Regions from separate parts of the Mus musculus genome. Here regions 1 and 2 are each linked to region 3. A link is a contact called in public Hi-C data. All regions are on one chromosome and are shown on one strand. The core of a region is the stretch at or near the end of the contact, and the rest is flanking DNA. Distances in the headings are between cores, read along the strand shown. Region 1 overlaps Cfap61 (cilia and flagella associated protein 61). Region 2 overlaps Ralgapa2 (Ral GTPase activating protein, alpha subunit 2 (catalytic)). Region 3 holds the start of A930019D19Rik (RIKEN cDNA A930019D19 gene).

Region 1 (3,226 bases), core at 539-3,038, 210 kb after region 3:
CAACAGCTCTGAATGCCTCCCCTGTAGCTCCAACCCTCCCACTCATTCCGTGACAGTGCTGACTGAAGTCACAGGAGCCCCACTATGCAAAAGACCTTCCTTTTACGGAGCCCTGTCTATGTGAAGGCATTTCAGGAGAAGGGTCAGGATCTCTTACCTTTCTTGGATCTGATTCACAAGCCGCAAAGCATCCTGTGGTGAGACCACGCCCTCTGCCTCCTGAGGCTCCTCCCCTCTGACCCGTAGGACCCAAATTGTCCAAGAATACATCATTGCTTCCAGGTGCTGAGTAGATGGGGATTTTGGTGGTCCTCCAGGGGAGGTTTGGAGTAAGAAGCCAAGTGTAAACTAAATTGATCTATGAAGACCTAAGCACATGGAAGCTTCTGTAGCAACTGGAAAGACTGATTCTATGTCCGCAAAAATCTAACAGTAGCATAACTGAACTTGGATTTTGTCTGTCTATGCTTTTTAAATCTCATTTTTTCCCCCAGGAATTAATGTTGTTAAAACTAGGAAAGAGGGGGCTGGTGAGATGGCTCAGTGGGTAAGAGCACCTGACTGTTCTTCCGAAGGTCCAGAGTTCAAATCCCAGCAACCACATGGTGGCTCACAGCCATCTGTAACAAGATCTGACGCCCTCTTCTGGTGTGTCTGAAGACAGCTACAGTGTACTTACATATAATAAATAAATAAATAATTTTAAAAAACTAGGAAAGATTGAACATTTAAAAAAAAGCTATAAGGGAAAGGTCTCTCACTCATGGGGAGCTGGGGAGGTGGGTAGGAAACTATCTTCTATAATAATTGAATCTGCTTGTCACTTTTGATAATAAAAAAGTTAAAACAAACAACTTGCTGTTCATTTTCAATGAGCAACAATTTGTAATTGTTAGGGGATAAGGATAAATTTTGTAATTTTACCAATATAAGGATCAGGCCAGACTTGAAGAGGAGGCCTCTTGGCTGGGTCTGCTCCATCCCTGCCCCTGTAAGGCTGAGCTGGGAGCAAGGTGTCTGCACCCTCCCTCTGTGCGGAGGCTGAGGCGGCCCCTCATCTCTGAGGGGCAACTCCTCAGCTCGATGTTTTAAACGCTCACACGTTCATGTTCCTCTTTTAGCTTTCAGGAAGAGCAAATCTTAGCCACTACAATATTTTGTTTTTATAATAACTTCAACTCAAAGTACCCAGAACATTGGAAGCCTACATGTTGGTCAAGTTCACACAGTTATGCTGTCCACTTAAATTACAATCAAAGCATGGCTTTGCCTTTCACATTCACAAACATTTACACTCGGGTTCCAACCCTTTTCTTGTCTGGTCTCAATGGCGTCCCAGGGTTATTTTCTACCTCGAGGTAGGTAAAATGAACAAGGCTCATTTTGACTTCCCACTTTTACGTGTGCATGTTTAAAACAAACAAACAGCTTATCCTCAGCTTAACACCCAACAACTCCAACATGGCATTTCTCTGTCAACTTTGTCCTAACAGCAAAAAGACCACTGACTGACTTAAAGCGAACGATCAATTGAAAAGAGGATTCTTCTTTTGAGGATGGGGAAGGAAGATAAAACTATGCTGGGGTGCGCACGGCTCTAGGTCACTCATTTGTCCAGGAACCAGCAACAACACACGAGGTGCCCCTGCTGTATCCTCTGAAGGAGGATGTGGCTACTGTTTTAGGCTTTCTATGAAATAAGCACTCGAGGGCAAGGCTGCAGGGAGCCCTTGCAGGGCGCCGCCTGTAAGGGTATGAGCGCCAGGTTCCCTGTAATTAAGAAGCAGCCTGCTTGGTGAAGACAGGGCTGCCACCCCATCTGCCAAGCCCGCGGGAGCTGGCACCGTGCCTCCCTGCCTGCCGCCCTGCTACCCACCTGATCCTTGGAGACCTCCTTTGATGGAGCGTTTATGCCAAGCTTTTCCAGAGGATAGACAATCTGTCGTCGTGGTCGCACGGGAACCAAGTAATGAAGGGCAGATGTCAGGGAGTGGGAGTAAGAGCTCTGGAGCTGAAAGACAACCATCTCTATTTTAGGGGAGAGAATGTCAGAGGCACAGCGCAGATGTCTTCGTGCTGCTCGACAAATACAAAACTCTTAACTCGGCCAAGTCAGAGAGGGGAGGGGAAAAAAATCAGCAAATAAACAAACATACTCTTCGAGCAGAGGAATGAATTGCAGATAATGCCTCACACTAATGAAGATAATTATGAGGGTAATTACTTTACTATCTCTGTGGGAATGACAGATAAACAAGTGGTTTGGTTTATGGGATTTTTCAGTACAAGTATTTCCCCCAGGAGACTATCCCTCTCCACAGTGATCATGAATCAGCTTGATCTGACCCCATTAAGCTGTGTTATCTGAGTCCTGTTAACCTTTGTGTGTTTGGCACAAGACGCTTTGACACACAGAGATGAAAATGCCATCCAGGGGGCAACCTCGCCCAGATGTGAAGGCGCTCCAGTAACTTTACTTGGGCTTTTTTTTAAAAAATAAAATGAGGGTCTCGTGAAAGAACTGGGATGTGGGGAACAGGAGAGGAGGAGCGAATGATTTTGATTTGTAGAACGACTGAACCGTGAACTGCATTTATGCTTGTTGAAATAGATAATACATAATTTGTATAATAATGCTTTAAGTAGTCATTTAATCTAGTTTTTAAAACTTGACAGAGAATGGTGGCTGACATTTATGAAATCTTGGAAATAATAATAATAACACCTCAGGGCCAAGAAATCATTTCAGCCTCAAGGGTAAAACTGTGAAAAGCGAAACTGGCAATGATGTATCTATTTGTTGAATTAGAGTCAGAGAGCAAAGAAGTCTAGCAGAACATTAGCTGTATTTTAATAAATATAATGCTTTGCAGACGATTCATGTACTGTTTTATAAGTAGCCACGAACATATTTTACGAGCTTCTAGAAATGCTTTCTAGAATCTTTAACCACTGCACATCATACCCTGACTTCACATGTTACTGAGCAGCATTACCCAGGAAACCCTGCCCAGGGTGCTGTGTGTGTATGTATATATAATATATATTATATCTGTGATTGTCTATGCCGGTGCTTCTCAGCCTTCCTAATGCAGTGACCCTTTAATACAGTTCCTCGTGTTGTGGAGACCCCCAACCATAAAGTTATCTCATTGCTACCTCATAACTGTAATTTTGCTACTGTTATGGCTCATAAATGTAAACATGTGATATGCAGGATATCTGA
Region 2 (3,174 bases), core at 582-3,081, 160 kb before region 3:
AGTTTCTGTCTATACATTTTAAACTCCTGTCTTCAGAAGTTCAAGCCCATTACCAAAAAGCATAATCACAATAAAATTAATAATCTTCATGTAACAGAAAATATTGGCCTAATAATAAAATGGACCTACTATTAGATAAAAAATAGTAATTAGTAATTGACTTCCTTTCATGATGATGGGTTCTCTGTAAAGCAGGTGGCTAACCAGGAAAGCAGTCAGCTCCAGCCATGAAAACAGAAGCATACACAGCATTTAGTGGGTGGTGGAGCTATAAAAATGGATAAACAAAACCCAAGCAGCAGGAGGAGAGCTGTCAGATGGAAAAATCCAGAGTCAGATGTCTGGGAGATGATGGAGTGGAAAAATTTGACTGTGACAGTGGAGGGAAAGGGCCATAAGCAGAAGAGAGTCTACTTCCAGGAGAGCATGTGGGTTTTTAAGGTGAGGACGAATTGGAGAATGTCGGTCTGAAGCACAAGGTTCTGGGAAGAAACCTGGAGCAGGAGTAGGCGTGCCTCTCAGAAGGCGCTGAAGCTGGGTACGTGCTGCTAGACTGAAGGTCTCCTGGCTGACGGTGAAGGCAGTCTCATTCAGTGAGTTGTCTTTGAATTCTGCAGCAGTCTCAGCTGCTCAAAGTCTTGCAGCACATGGGGGCTTAGACAACACATGCAGGAAGGTGTTTGAGATAGCTGGACAGAGATGTTTTGTCTTCTTACTGACAACAGCAGTGTTAGCCATGGACTTTAGAATAATATTTCCTCAGATAACTTGTTACCATAATTCAAATCCTAGATACAGGTGGTCCAAAGTAATGAAGAGGGTGTTATTTTAATTTTTTGTTTGTTAAAAATCATAAATTTGTTTGGTTTCAGACACTTATTGTGGCTTGGATCCGAGCAAACCTCTGTGTGTACATTTCTCGGGAGCTCTGGGATGACTTTCTCAGGGTGCTGTCATCCCTTACGGAATGGGAGGAACTCATCACTGAATGGTCTAACATCATGGATTCCTTGACAGCCGTGCTTGCCAGAACTGTGTATGGAGTTGAAATGACAAACCTACCTCTAGATAAGTTAAGTGAACAAAAGGAGAAGAAGCAGCGTGGCAAAGGTAAGAGCAGAGGTACCGGGTGAGAGAGTGCTCATGTGTGGACCTAAGCTTTTAGTGCGTAGTAGTTCATAACGAGCTGAACCAGCTGCCTCGTGTTTTTTTCAATGCTGCTGTTAGATTGTGTCTATTACTTTGTCCCCTTGACTGATAACTAAAGAGACTGTGGAAGACAACAGAGAAAAGTACTGAGAGGAGTAACAGTGACCAGTGCTTTCTACATGGTCTTCACCCTTATGGTAGCTCTTTTAGTTACAGCTGTGTCATAGACAGAAAATGAAAAATACAAAGACCTTATAGTGATTCAGTGAGTCAGGGTGGCTTAGGAAAGAAGTGATAAAGACAGACATCAAAGCCAGGCAAGTCCAGCCCAAATACTACACTGCTAAGATACATGCTGCCTAGAACGTGTGGAAAAATTCCAAGTGCTTGAGATGGGAGCCATTTTGGCTTTATTGTGTTTTTAGGTCAAACTGTTTTAAGACCTGAGGAAGTAAAAGTGGTAGTTTTGAGTTGTGAAATAATGGGAGTCTCTGTTGGAGATGACAGTGGCACCCTCTTGTCACTGTTACAGTTCCTAAGGACTGTGGCACTTGAGTTAACTTGTCTATTCACTTATATTGTAAAGACTCAAATGTGTTCGTTCAAATGCATATAGTACATAGCAAATGCAGAAACAAACTGGACCGAGTAGGAAGTGGCTATAGGTGTGGTTAAACAGCAGAATGCCTGGGAGGCTCGTGGGCTTCCTGGGGAAATAGAGAGGCACCTTCTCAGGGTTATAGCAAAGAGAGTCACAGAATACAGACATTTCTGTGGGTGATAAGTAATTTCACTTGGTTCTGAGACCTTGAAGGCCTCTTTTCTTCAAAGCTTTGCCAAGTTACATATGTTTGATAATAGATTATGTTTTAGTAATAGTAACCTTTTGTAGACTGTATCAGTTGGCTTTTGCTATGTGACAAATCACCTTAAAACATAGTAGCTTAACCATTCTTTTATTTAGACCATGATTTTATGAGTTGATAATGTGGGTTGCACACTCTGCCACTGCTAATTCTCATTTTCATTTGATTTTCTTTGTGCTGTGTGGCCACTTAGAGTGCTCTGATTCTAGGAACTGACTGGCTGTCAGCCAGGGCAGTGAGTGTGACTGGGCTACACACACGTTTCATAATTCAGCACGTTGGCACATGGTTGTTAATATAATGTTATAGAAGTAAAATTTTAAGGCCTCACATCTTCAGTCTTACTACCAAAGTAAGTCACGTAATGAAGTCCAGAGTCACTGTGAGAACAAAGGATGTGGATACAGAGAGATGTGAACTAGTTCTAGTGACGAGCTAACCATATAAATGAGCTAAGGACTGGCTTATCATGTATTCATTGCAGGCTGAGAATGGCTTGCCAAAGCTCCAGTTAGTAAAAGCAAGCAGCAAGCCAAAGCAAAGTAGCTTATGTTCATAGCTTTCTAGTAGAATGGCTTAATTCCAGTTTAGATTTTAATGACACGGCACAGTAATGTTTTAACATAGCTTTAGCAACAGGTCACTTTTTCTCCATAGTTGAAGCTAAACAGAATTGTTTTTAGAAATACATACTAGACTAGAAATCCTATTCTCTTCTGGTTCTCTCTTGCATGTCTGAGGTTTCCATGTGAACTAGGCCCTGGAAGTATCACGATACTATCTGCAGGAGACTGGCTACCTAAGACACTGCTTCTCAGTCTAGAGGAGAGTTTTCTCTGCTGAAGGGGAAGAACTGAGACACAAAGTACCACTTACTTTTTCAAAATAAGTGTGTTTCCTACATCCTGAAGGTGTTTAAATACACACACACACACACACACACAATCACTCACAGGAACATCTCTACATGTGTGGGACACACTGTATCCTGAAGTACTTTTTTCCTACCTAGTGTATAAACACAGTCCTATGAAGTTATAAATTAGCAATGGAAAGTAAACAACTTCAAAAGTGCTGTTTTCCAGAGAGATAGGAGCAAATTATTTAAATAATGACCATGATAAACATCTTAATTTATGTTACCTTAGTCAAAAAAGTA
Region 3 (2,896 bases), core at 101-2,600:
TAATTTTCTGGCAAAATGCTGAAGAGTTTCCAAGGGTAAGTGATGAGCATTAGAACGGGAAAGCTGAGTAACTGCATTTAAAACAAATCACCCACTGCTCTGCATGCAAAATTGCACGTGTGTTTGTCTCCTTAACTAATTACCGAAGCTACGAAGAGCGAGCTCTGTATCTGGAAGCAATAATTCAAAACCACCGGGAAGTCATGACATTTGAGGATTTCGCTGCTCAAGTCTTTTCTCCCTCTCCCAGCTACTCTGTCAGTGGAACGGGTGAGTGTCTACATGATTCTCCTCCCTCCCGCTTAAGACGTATTGAGTAGCAGATGTACACCTGTTTTTCACAGATAAATGCTTGCAAATTTAAGAAGAACGTTCCCCCTCTGAATCAACTAATGAATTTCAAAAGGAATGATGACATTCATTTTAATTTGTTTTGTATCCGAGCTGTTCGCTGTGTTCCTTTCTTCTGCTATCCTGTTAACCCTCGAATCTAGCAAGGTTAATGAACTTTTTCTCAATAATGTGCTCCGGTTCATTCAGGAGTGTGAGTTTCTTGCTGAGCTGGGAATATGGTGTTTAAAAGCGATGCCCAAATCACTGCATACTTATCAGAAAAGAGTTCCTCACAGTTGAAGCCGTCGCTCTAATGCTAAATGGGGATTATGCTGCTGAGATACCAGGGTCAGGGATTACTGCCAGAGACAGGGAAGGACAGTGTCCCCAGGCCTGTCATTACAGAGGGCCTCGTACACCAGTGTCATGTGGACAAGCCACTGACCACAGCAGCACCTGGTGTGGAGCCTTTAGAAAGTAAATTATAATGGCTTTCATTTAGTAGGTCAGTGGAATTTTCCATGGATTCCCTTATTTTTAGATACATACTATTTCTATATAATACTATCAATTTGAAAAAAGTATGTCCTGCCACTTAAATTGTTGGTATGATTATTACAGGTTTTTTTAAAGAATAAAATTATTACTGGTAAATTATTTTCATGTGCTGTTACAGATTAATTGCCTGTCAGACAGTAAGTGGAATATTTAGTGTACAGCATGTTGAAAATCTCAATGAGGGGCTTCCCTCACCTTCCCTGGTTTCAGCATAGCTATAAGGATGCTTAATAGATTTCTAGCCTGTGTTAATTGCTTCTGAACCAGGCTTGCTTCTCCTGTGCTGACTTGTTAACAAATATCTTACACACAAAGTGAAAAAAATTAAATTCAGTGAAATAAATCACTTACAAATAAAATCAGCCATGCGTCATTGTTTAACATCGCTGGCTTCAGGCCGTGCCTCTTGGAGCTTTGTTGGGAGATAAGAGAGAGAGGCAGGCACTTGCTTGGGAAGCCAGGAGCAGCAGGCAGAAGGCTTGGGAGATAAGCAAGCTGGCAGAGGTGCAGAGCTCCATTTACATAATCACGCCTCTGCTTCCTGGTGAGGCGAGAGAAACACAGGGATGGCCTCTATTGATCTTTGTTGAACTGGGATACTGAGCAACATGAGAAAAGCTTATAACTTAAAGCTTTGATTAATGTTTCTTACATTAAAAAAAGTAGAACAGCTGTGAATTGAATTCTTTTATACGCTCTGCCAGCATTCTATCTAAGACAAGAAAAAAATCTGTTTCAAGGGAAATGAAGATTTCATACCCAGTCTGGCTAGCGGTTTAAAATTGTGTCTAATTTTTCAGTGAAAGAACAGGAGGAATCCACAGCAAGCTAATGCTTTCCAGCTCCATTCAGTCTCTTCCCATCCTTTGGAGACGCTGGGACTCGGCGTTTCTCAGCAGAGGCTTTGGTTTTGGGTTTGTTTCTTGGTTTTTTTTTTTTTTGTTTTTTTTTGTTTTTGGTTTTGTTTTTGTTGTTTTTTTTTTTTTTTAACTTCTAAGAAAACATTTCATTTCTTAAAAATAAAAGAAAAAAATGAAATGATAAATGTTTATATTTCCTAACTTTTTATTTTTAAAGTTGATGATGATCAATGTTATTGAAATAATGATGGCTGTTATTTTCTATGTATATTTTAGCCTCTGTATAAATAAAGTTCAACCAATTCAGTTCTTAGGACTGTAGGAGCATTTTGATTTGTGTGACCACTTTGGAGAAGGGTAGATTTTGTTTTTTTGTTTTTTGTTTTGTTTTGTTTTAGAGAATGTCCTGTTTTTTTTTTCTTTAATTATTTAGTAAAAATTCCAACAGCTTGTCAGGACAGACATTAGAACTTTTATATATGGGGCAAGAAACCAAATATAGAACACCAAAGCAAATGGATTTTATCCTTCAGATCAACATCAGCACCGCATCCCGTCATGTTCACAACTTCTGCTTGCCCTTCACAGTGATAAGGAAAGAGATAGAAATGCAATCTATTTGAACTGCAGTGTGAGGGCAGTGCAGTGAGAATGGGGTTCACAGCCTCATCTGTGCAGGGGCACCTCTCAGAGCTGTATTCTTCCTGGTGTATGTGCAGCTTCACCCCTATTTTCACAGAGGAAAAGACTTTTCACTTATTCATAGTGGTTTTTTTATTTTCTTAGGACAAACACAGTCAAAACCAGATGAGCCCAGCCCAGCCAACTTACACTCAGAGACTGAGGTGAAGTCTGTTCTTCCAGACCACCTGGAAAAATGGACCCTGAACTTCTTACACACAGGGTCCAGTCAAACTGTCTGTGGCCATTTACATCATCAAAGCAGGGACGTGGGCGCCCAAGCGCTTTACATACATATGACAGGCTTCCCTAGGATACAGTCTTTAAGGAAGGTACTGCACTGTATAATACAGCACAGCCAGAGAGCAGCACAGCCCCACTGTAGAGAGATGTGCAGCTGAGCTTGACCATAGACTCTGTTGATGGGAAAAGCCTGTGCCTGCCACACTCCCTGACCACAGAGG

The links. Hi-C and Micro-C count contacts between places; a contact is called where the count stands out from the background.
Region 1: a Hi-C map of rod photoreceptor shows a contact between it and region 3, with 4 times the contacts expected there. The contact joins the enhancer-like site here to the promoter of A930019D19Rik in region 3. A contact is called at or near these places in 10 of 39 promoter capture datasets (the 3T3-L1 cell line, the C10 cell line, the HPC-7 cell line and 6 more), 3 of 15 datasets of contacts at CTCF or cohesin (large pre-B cells, pro-B cells and stem cell-derived epiblast-like cells), 4 of 484 Hi-C or Micro-C datasets (the N1E-115 cell line, cerebellum, pre-B cells and 1 more), 1 of 115 datasets of contacts at active chromatin or transcription factors (neural progenitor cells) and 3 of 9 other capture datasets (adipose tissue, liver and pancreatic islet).
Region 2: a Hi-C map of Th1 cells shows a contact between it and region 3, with 2.1 times the contacts expected there. The contact joins the enhancer-like site here to the promoter of A930019D19Rik in region 3. A contact is called at or near these places in 6 of 39 promoter capture datasets (the 3T3-L1 cell line, the C10 cell line, embryonic stem cells and 2 more), 9 of 484 Hi-C or Micro-C datasets (the CH12 cell line, Th1 cells, cerebellum and 5 more) and 2 of 9 other capture datasets (adipose tissue and liver).

Annotation. Positions count from the first base shown.
Region 1 is chr2:146,044,198-146,047,423 of GRCm38.p6, reverse strand. It overlaps Cfap61 (cilia and flagella associated protein 61), which reads right to left. Exons shown (of 27, transcript NM_001369121.1): 17 at 1,877-2,011. Among named protein-coding and RNA genes, the nearest start is that of Gm34629, 54 kb to the left of the region's middle. Within about 2 kb of position 1,788, at least 34 of the 459 cell types and tissues checked have an H3K27ac peak or open chromatin away from gene starts, as enhancers often do. A contact at or near this core is called in cerebellum, pancreatic islet and rod photoreceptor, where this site is marked.
Region 2 is chr2:146,422,553-146,425,726 of GRCm38.p6, reverse strand. It overlaps Ralgapa2 (Ral GTPase activating protein, alpha subunit 2 (catalytic)), which reads left to right. Exons shown (of 41, transcript NM_001033348.3): 15 at 873-1,110. Among named protein-coding and RNA genes, the nearest start is that of Ralgapa2, 88 kb to the left of the region's middle. Within about 2 kb of position 1,831, at least 24 of the 459 cell types and tissues checked have an H3K27ac peak or open chromatin away from gene starts, as enhancers often do. A contact at or near this core is called in Th1 cells, where this site is marked.
Region 3 is chr2:146,257,740-146,260,635 of GRCm38.p6, reverse strand. It overlaps A930019D19Rik (RIKEN cDNA A930019D19 gene), which reads right to left and starts at 1,350. Exons shown (of 4, transcript NR_040619.1): 1 at 1,243-1,350. Ralgapa2 (Ral GTPase activating protein, alpha subunit 2 (catalytic)) reads left to right here. Exons shown (of 41, transcript NM_001033348.3): 39 at 149-270.